Regions from separate parts of the Mus musculus genome. Here regions 2 and 3 are each linked to region 1. A link is a contact called in public promoter capture Hi-C data. All regions are on one chromosome and are shown on one strand. Each heading gives the region's core, a stretch centred on a gene start, on an enhancer-like site or on the middle of the called end of the contact. The rest is flanking DNA. Distances are from core to core; before and after follow the strand shown. Region 1 holds the start of Syngr1 (synaptogyrin 1). Region 2 holds the start of Snu13 (SNU13 homolog, small nuclear ribonucleoprotein (U4/U6.U5)). Region 3 holds the start of Cacng2 (calcium channel, voltage-dependent, gamma subunit 2).

What was found. Promoter capture Hi-C pulls out the DNA fragments that hold promoters and counts their contacts. Capture Hi-C pulls out chosen DNA fragments and counts their contacts.
Region 2: a contact with region 1 is called in a promoter capture Hi-C map of neutrophils, with 2.4 times the contacts expected there. The contact joins the promoter of Snu13 here to the promoter of Syngr1 in region 1. A contact is called at or near these places in 1 of 39 promoter capture datasets (neutrophils) and 1 of 115 datasets of contacts at active chromatin or transcription factors (astrocytes).
Region 3: a contact with region 1 is called in a promoter capture Hi-C map of liver, with 2.7 times the contacts expected there. The contact joins the promoter of Cacng2 here to the promoter of Syngr1 in region 1. A contact is called at or near these places in 2 of 39 promoter capture datasets (both in liver) and 1 of 9 other capture datasets (liver).

What each region holds. Positions count from the first base shown.
Region 1 is chr15:80,089,928-80,092,627 of GRCm38.p6, forward strand. It overlaps Syngr1 (synaptogyrin 1), which reads left to right and starts at 1,407. Exons shown (of 4, transcript NM_207708.1): 1 at 1,407-1,565. The coding sequence starts at 1,467. It overlaps Gm31134 (predicted gene, 31134), which reads right to left and starts at 1,907. Exons shown (of 2, transcript NR_168675.1): 1 at 1,624-1,907; 2 at 806-1,084.
Region 2 is chr15:82,046,114-82,048,956 of GRCm38.p6, forward strand. It overlaps Snu13 (SNU13 homolog, small nuclear ribonucleoprotein (U4/U6.U5)), which reads right to left and starts at 1,485. Exons shown (of 3, transcript NM_011482.4): 1 at 1,374-1,485. The coding sequence starts at 1,376.
Region 3 is chr15:78,117,852-78,120,551 of GRCm38.p6, forward strand. It overlaps Cacng2 (calcium channel, voltage-dependent, gamma subunit 2), which reads right to left and starts at 1,429. Exons shown (of 4, transcript NM_007583.2): 1 at 830-1,429. The coding sequence starts at 1,040. A730060N03Rik (a long non-coding RNA gene) reads left to right here and starts at 944. Exons shown (of 2, transcript XR_875456.2): 1 at 944-2,569.

The DNA of each region.
Region 1 (2,700 bases), core at 157-2,656:
GGACATGGGACTGTCCCGAGTTTGAACTGAACACGGGCTATACAGTGAATTTAGCAGTTAAGAGCACTTGTCCTTGCAGTGGACCAGAGTTTGATTCCCACACAGTGACCCACAAAGGTCTGTAGAGCTCCAGGTCTAGGGAATCCCACACCCTCTTCTCACCTCCTCAGGCAATGCATTTATACGATGCTCATATGAACATGCAGGCAGACACTAATACAAGACAAAGAGAAAATAAAAATGAAAAAAAGTCTTCCAATGTACAAAGTTATAAAGATCTTCCCTTGTTTTCCTCTAGACGTTTTATAGGATCATAGTATAACAGCTGCCTCAGACCTGAAACTCCATCACAGGGATAAAGCAGCAGGAGGAATAGAAATTCAAAACCCATCCCCCTCCTCCCGGTGAATTCCAGAGGCCGGCCTCTACAAGCCACTCTGTCTCAAAAACAAAACAAAAACAACAAATAAAAACAACGACAAAAGCCCCCGAGAGAGCCGGGCGTGGTGGTGCACGCCTTTAATCCCAGCACTCAGGAGGCAGAGGCAGGCGGATTTCTGAGTTCGAGGCCAGCCTGGTCTACAGAGTTCCAGGAGAGCCAGGGCTATACAGAGAAACCCTGTCTCGAAAAAAACAAAAAACAAACAAACAAACAAAAAAAGCCCCCAAGAGCCCCAAAGGGCCAACTATGTTGGGGTTGGGAGGGGGTAGAGTATATTTATTGACCACCTACTGTTTGTGAGGCCTTTGGATATAAACAAAACCTGACCAGCAGGAGCACACAGACAGAGGAGACAACGGAAGAAATAAGTACATAATTAATTATTGGATTAAGGAAAGGGATCGGGAGCTGTGGTGGAAGGGGAAGGGAGTCTCAGGTCTGTTTTTTTCCCAGCTTTTGCCTCCCTTACAGCGCCTTCCAGGTCAGGGGGCGCGTGCATGACATCATCGGTGGAGCTCGGCGGCTAGGTGGTTCTGGGGGCCCGAGAAGGCTGTGCAGATCTCTTAGAGAGGGTCATTACTGCAGCCAGCGACCTACGGACGCGTTCAATGAGCCACTGTACGATCAAACGGAGCCCCTTCCCTTTATTTGAAGCAGAGAGCGAAAGGAAAGAGGCAAATGAATAAATAAATAAATACATAACAAAAAGAGTTTCCTGAAGAACTACATCTCAGAGGGCTTCCGAAAGCGGGGATGCGGCTGCACTCTCTGTCCACACCCTGATCACGCGCTATTTTGCAAAGAGGTCACCCCGCTGGCTGGGAGCGCGCCCCACACCGGGACCCCAAGAAGCACCCGCTTTCTGAGCGCGAGCTTCGGGGAGCTGCACCTGCCGTGCACGGACGCCCCCTGGCGGGAGCCCCGGCAAGCACTAGCCGAGCGCAGGGGAGGGGGCGGGGGCGCCGCGCACGCGCACGGGTCGGCGGCGCGCGCCGAGCGGGGGGCGCCGCGCGGTGCAGCCACGATGGAAGGGGGTGCGTACGGAGCGGGCAAAGCCGGGGGCGCCTTCGACCCCTACACCCTGGTGAGGCAGCCACACACCATCCTGCGCGTCGTGTCTTGGGTAAGGACACAGCAAGGCGGGCTGGGGCGCGGGGCGCCGGACACCGACGCGACCTCACCTGGCCCGGGCGGCCCTGCTGACACAAGCGGATCACGGCCCCTGTCACCGAGGTCCTCAGTCCCATCGCCGAGACCTCCAGGCTGTCGCTGCTTTACACTTAGCGGCTAGGTTCTCGTGCGTCGGTGGGGACGGAGCCCAAGTTTAAGGCCGCTTATTGGGGGGCGCGGATCAGGGCGTGGATCTTTTTCTAGGGCGCACTGCTGCACCTGCCGCGCGCTTTCGGGGCGAGGACCTGGAACTAGATTTTGTTGCTCACTCTGTACGCTGCGGAGCTCTGAGTCTGGAGCCTGGATTTTTGGGTTCCGTCAAGACCCGCATCTGTTTTGCCGCGTGACCTTGGGCAGGGAACCACCCCAAAAAAGATACGAGGGATTCAGTTCGGATCTGGGTGGGGAGCGTCACCTCTTATGTCATGCCTCAGTTTCTCGATTTATAGGGGTGGGAGGAGCCAGGCCCCTTTGGGCTCTGACATTTTATGAATCCGCAACTCTCCGATCCCTAACAAACACCTGAGTGGATTCTAAATGTGGTCTGGAGAAAGGTTCCTTCCATGCAATAGAGAGCAGAGAAGTCTGTTTGTTCGCAATCTTTAGCCCACCTAGTCCGTGCAGGTCCCCCAGTGCTGAGTGGGGCTCAGCTCAAACCTGGGGGGTGGGGCAGAAACATCTTGAAGGAGTGGCTCAGGAGGCCTTGCACCCCAGGGTGAGGAGGCCTGTAGGCTCTGGGGTTGGCTGGCTTCATGGAGGGTCTTGCCCCTGTAGATCTGGGGGTCCATTCCTGTTGTGCTAAGACCAGAAGAGCCTGCATTGGTGACACGGGTCACGGACCCCTGGGGGCTAATAACCGAAGTCAGCTGTGACCCGGGCTTGCAGAGGTGCCCTCCTTTCCTCGTTTTCAGGGCCATTTCAGGATCTGATGCGTGGAATGGCTTGAGATTAATTCTGGTCTTACGGGGATCTTTTACGTTTCCTTCTTGTGGGGAGCCTTGTTTCTGTTACTCTTCATGGCCGTGCAGCCCAGCTATATCCGCGAGGGTTTGTGACACCGGATTTATTCATTCTTGGCCCTCCCCAGC
Region 2 (2,843 bases), core at 235-2,734, 2.0 Mb after region 1:
ACTGTAGGATAGTTGTAATCGGTGGTACATCGAATTATGTAGTGTTTGATGTTACTGCTCTGTTACTAGTCTATATTTCCTGGTTTTGTGTATTAGAGAAACGTTACTGCAAGCAGTACATCTGCTATGGCAGCAGCCTCCTGGTCTAATCAGGAGGATCCAAGAATGATGACTGACCAGCCTTGGTGTAGTGGCACACACCTGTAAGCCCAGCATTCTGGAGGCCGGCCAAGGCAGGGAGATCTCATGTCCAAAGCCAGAACTCGCCCGTCCTTAAGCGATGCATGTTTGTACTCCGCCTGCTACAAGCGACCCGTTGTCCCCACTTCCCAGCCTAGACAAACTGCTGCAGAGTTCACCAAGAGCACCGCACTTCAAAACTCTTCCCTGGTTCAACACTGGCTCAGCCACTCTCTCTCTCTCAAACTCTAGACTCGGTCAGTAGTTGCTAAACCTCAGGGGTGGGAGCACGAAAACAAAGCCGACCACCCAAGGGCTGGATGAAATCGCACCAGGCCTGAAAGGGCTCAGCCAAACGGAGCCCTGTACACCATCACAAAGTGGAGACGCTCAAACGCTATCATCCCACGTGGGGCTACCAGGACCACGGATTTCTGAAGGCGTCGGTCGCTCTCATGGTGGGAGCCTTTCCTGAGCTTCCTTCACATTCCATGTGACCCCAAATTTAAAAAAGGAGGCGAGGGTGGGGTGGTGGTGGTTACCTAGTCCGGAGGGCGCGATGGTACGCGCCTTTAATCCCAGCACTGGTGAGGCAGATCTCTTGAGAGCTCAAGGCCAGCTTAGTTTACAGAGTTCCAAGGCCAACCAGGGCTCCATGAGCCCCTAAAAACAAACTAAACCAAAAAGCGCCCCCGAATTCCCTAAGTCTTAGTTCCCGACAGACCCTGGCTGCGGACCCCACGGCGATCCCCTTCCTCAACCCCGGGAGTGGAGAAGACGTGGGTAGTGAGTGCCTCGCATCCCGGGATTTCACCTCATCCCCCAGTGTTTAAAAAGAAAAGAGAAAGAAAACGAGAAGGAGAACAGACGGGCTTCCACACGCGTTCACCATCCCACGTGGGGCGCTCATTTTCCCACGCTGCGCCATGCCTGTCCCCTCGCCGCGGCCTCTGGGCACGCCCACGGCTGCAAAGCCCACCGGGCCGCAGCGACCTGGGACCTCAGCTGCCCGGGATCTCCACTCCGCCGCCCCAGGAACGACCTCGCGGGCCGCCGGAGTTCCAGCCCCGGGCCTGGAGGTCGGCCATCTCGGGGCGGGCGACATGTCGCACGCGCTCCACCTCCCCCAAGACGCAGCGAACAGGGCCCGCGGCCCGCGCTCCCCGTGCTTGCGGCCCGCCGCGCTCACTCACCATGGCTGCGGTGCGCCGGTCTCGCCGCGACTCGACGACAGCCCAACTCAAGAGGGACTGAAACGCCGCGCAGGAAAAAGGAGCGGAAATCACTTCAGAAGCGGCAGGAAGCGGAAGTGACGCCACAGAGCGCGCGCAATGACGGCGTCCCGCCCCCTTCCCGGAAGAAGAGAGTGCTGAAGTCATCTTTGGATGTGGGAGATGCGTTTTTTCAGATTTTATTAGCGTTCTAGTTAGGATCGGCAAAAGATTGTGAATAAACCACTCGGGAAGTGGCACACTAGTACAACGGGTTGTGAGGGTTGCCATTTCATAACCAGGCTTTTTTTTTTTTTTCGAGACAGGGTTTCTCTGTGCAGCCCTGGCTGTCCTGGAACTCGCTTTGTAGACCAGGCTGCCCTCGAACTCAGAAATCCACCTGCCTCTGCCTCCCAAGTGCAGGGATTAAAGGCATGCGCCACCACGCCAGGCTTTTTTTTTTTTTTTTTTTTTTTTTTTTTTTCTGAGTACATAGTGTACCCTTTTCAAAACCATCCTCTCAGGCGGAGGTTGATTTCTACAATTAGCTGGAATAATGCAGTGGTTGTGAGTCTCTTGGGGAGTGTGTGTCAAAAGACCCTTTCCCAGGGGCCGCCGAAGACCATCGGAAGACACGATTCATAACAGTAGCAAGATTACAGTTATGAAGTAGCAACGAAAGTAATTTTATGGTTGGGGGTCACCACAACATGAACTGTATTAAAGAGCTGCAGCAATGGGTAGGTCAAGAGCCATTGGACTAGGGGGCTAGTTAGTGAATGACAGGGAGGTTGTGTTTGGAGTAATTATGTAGGACACCTGCTTCCTTCTTCTGAGCATCTTGCCCCTTTCTTAGTGATGCACCAAAACTTCGTTATGAAAGGATAAACTCAAGTCTAGCGCTCCCTCCCATGAGCTCTTCCGTGATCCTCGTGGCTTCTCAGTCTTTTCCAACATGATGCCAAACACATCTTGGGGCTATTTGGATCTAGCCCAGACCCCACCATTAGAGCCAATTTCAGCTCATTGTGTCACAACTGTAGAGCTGAGAACTGGGAGGACCTTTAAGAGCCTTACAAAATAGTTCCTCATTTTTACAGATGAGAACAAAGTGTAAAGAAGGGAAGCCTGCCCACTGTCAGGAATCAAACAGTGGCAAAGCTAAAACCGGACCTTGAGATTTTTAGCATTGGGGGTCAGGCAACCACATGGATTCAAACTGCCAACAGGAGGGAACATTTCTAGAGACTGGCGAGATGCCTCCCTGGTTCAGCACACTGGCTGCTCTTCTATAGGATATGGGTTCAATTCCCAACACCCACATGGCAACTGACAACACTTGTGACTCCAGTTACAGAAAGATTCAACTGCCTCTTCTAGCATCCATGGGCACTGTGATGCACAGACTTGCATGCAGGCAAACAATCACACATAAGAGACACTTTTTAAGAA
Region 3 (2,700 bases), core at 179-2,678, 2.0 Mb before region 1:
ATTTTTTCCCATTCCACCCCTCAACCTCTCCATGCCCTCGCCTCCTGCCTGCACAGTGCTGACTCGACTTGCTTCTGGGTGACAGACATGTCACTCTGCGTGGAAGCAAATCAGCGCTCGGTCTAACCCGCAAGTGACCGCTGTTGATTAGAACTTGGGCTTGTTTCCTGTGAGAGACACATGCATTTTAGACTTCGTAAACGTTAAAAACACACACATACACACAGCCAGCCACCTCGAATGGTACGCGGGGCTCGTAGACATTACGAAATGCTCTTGAACTCGGCTTGAGCTCCTAGAATAATTAGAATCTACCAAATAAGGATTCTTAGAAACAACAGATTTCTTTTTTTAAAGGGAGACTTGCAGATGGTGCTGGGCCTGTAACTTTTGAGGAGCGAGAGAAGAGGAAGAGCATTTTTTTCTGAATCCTTCATTGCAAAAGGCTGAGCAGCACACAGGGAAGCAATTATTTTTCCCTCCTCATAGGTGGCAAAGCCAGACCCAAAGGCAAACCCTAAGGACTCCAAAGCATCCAGAGCACATCTGAACTCTACAGACAATTTCCTGTTTTCACCATACCATAGATCATTCCAATGAGGAGGTTTGGGAGGACGGGGTGGAAGCCAAAGAGTAGAGAGTGTGGGTTCTGCTTATTGATTTTCTTTCCTCTGAAACTAACCCAGTCAACCTTGATCTGCAGCGGCAGCGGCGGAGGGAGTGAAGTGGGAAAATGGTGGAATGTGGAGGGGACTTATTTGGAGGCGGGGGGGGGGGTGTGGAGGGGAGGGGCGGCGTGGGAAGGGGGAGGAGGTTGGAAATCAAATACCTTCGAGGCAGCAGGTTCTCCATAATCCGGAATGGGTCATAACTTCCTCGTTCTTCTTGCTGGTTTCATTCTCACTGACACTTTTGGTCTTGCAAACCCCTCTGGAGTACAGCCAATAGTCGGTTCCCACAGCGATGGTCATCAAGCTGAAGGCAGCGAAAGCACCAACGGTGGTTAAAAGCATTTGAACACCTCGATCAAACAGCCCCATAATTCTTCATTATATAAACACCCAACCGACTTCTGGTTCTCAGGAGCGTGTGTGTGAGGGTGCGATTGGTAATTCCACTACTAATATAATGGATATATGTGTGAATAGAGAATATGGAGAGATATAAAAAAAGGGAGATAAGAAAGCTCACGGAAAAGTGTGTAAATTATAAAGATCACACGGGAAGAGAGGCTTGCCTTTTGAGATCAAAAAACTGTTCCAGTTGCAGCGATTTTTTTAAAAAAAGGGAAAATAAATAAAAAGACACCCCCCCACCCCCCCAAGTGAGATGCCTTAATCTCTTTTCCTAAAATTCTGGTCTCCAGTTTCCATATGTGATCGCTAATTTGGAGATGGCTTCCACAGCGCGCCAGGGTACAGCCGAATTCTCAACACCATCTCTCATGGTCCGGACCTAGACAGTTAGAGACTGGAAGAGCTGGGAAGCAACCTTCGGTCTTCGTTCGCGGCTCTGCGGCCTGCGCCATGAAAATCCGTGGCTTCGCCAGTTCTCTTCCTTGGGGAGGGAGGGGGTCCTCGAGGCGCCTCCGTTTCAGAGGAGACTGCCCAGTCTTCTGCAAGCCCTCGAGCTCAGCTGCACCGGTGAGGGGGTCTCGCCTCCCATGGTTGTGCCCCGGCGGCGGTAACGGCGGCGGCGGCGGCAGCGGCAGCGGCAGCAGGGTTGGCGGGCGCGGTGGCGGCAGGACGAGCAGCCGCGGTTATTGTTGTTGGCGGCGGGGGTAGTGTCGGCGAAGTGGGGGAGGGAGGGGGTTTCTCCCGGAGAATCGAGGCGGGGTTCCCTCCCCCGATCCGCAAAGCTCCTCGGAAGCCAGCGAGCGAGCGAGCGATGGGGCGCGCTAGCCGGCGTCTTGCAGCAGGCAGGCCCGCCCGCCTCCCCCGCTCACGGCCGCGCAGCCCCGGGCCAGGCGCTCCCAGCTACAGCATCGCCGTGGTGCTGAAACGGACAGCTCACCCCGGCCGGGCTCGTCCACTTACTGCATCGCCGTAGTGCTGAAGTGGACAGCTCCCCACGACCGGGCGCTCTCACCTACAGCATCGCCGCGGTGCTGGACTGGACAGCTCTCGGAGCAGGAGCGCCCACCTACTGCGTCGCCGTGGTGCTGAACTGGACAACTCCCCCACTCTGTGCGCTCCCTGCGCTCTGTAGCCGGCCAGGAGTGGGGCCCTGGCCACGGGGCCTCTGTCGTCCGCGGACGGGCCAGGCCAGGGCCAAGCGCAGGGCTGCCTGGCCTCCCGGACTCCTGTTCCACAGTTCCGGAATGAGCGCTGGCCGGGGCCTCCTGGAGCTGGGAGGAAGGCGTAGCTGGCGATCTCTCTCTCTCTCTCTCTCTCTCTCTCTCTCTCTCTCTCTCTCTCTCCTCTTCCCTCCCCCCTTGGTGTTTCTTCCAGTTCAGCCTCCTTCTCATTCCATCTCTACGTGCCCAGAGCTTCAAATACAGTCCTCCCATCACAGTCAGATTCCCACAAAACTTCAATCAGCTGCTTCTCCTGGAAGAGATCCTGGATGGGTAATTACAAACATAGTTTCTATGTGTTGTTCTTCCTCCCCTATTCATGGGTTCCACACTTTCTGGGGAGGGGAGGTTGTTTTATTTTACTGTCTGGATAGACGCATCTCCTGCCTTATTTCCTCTTGATC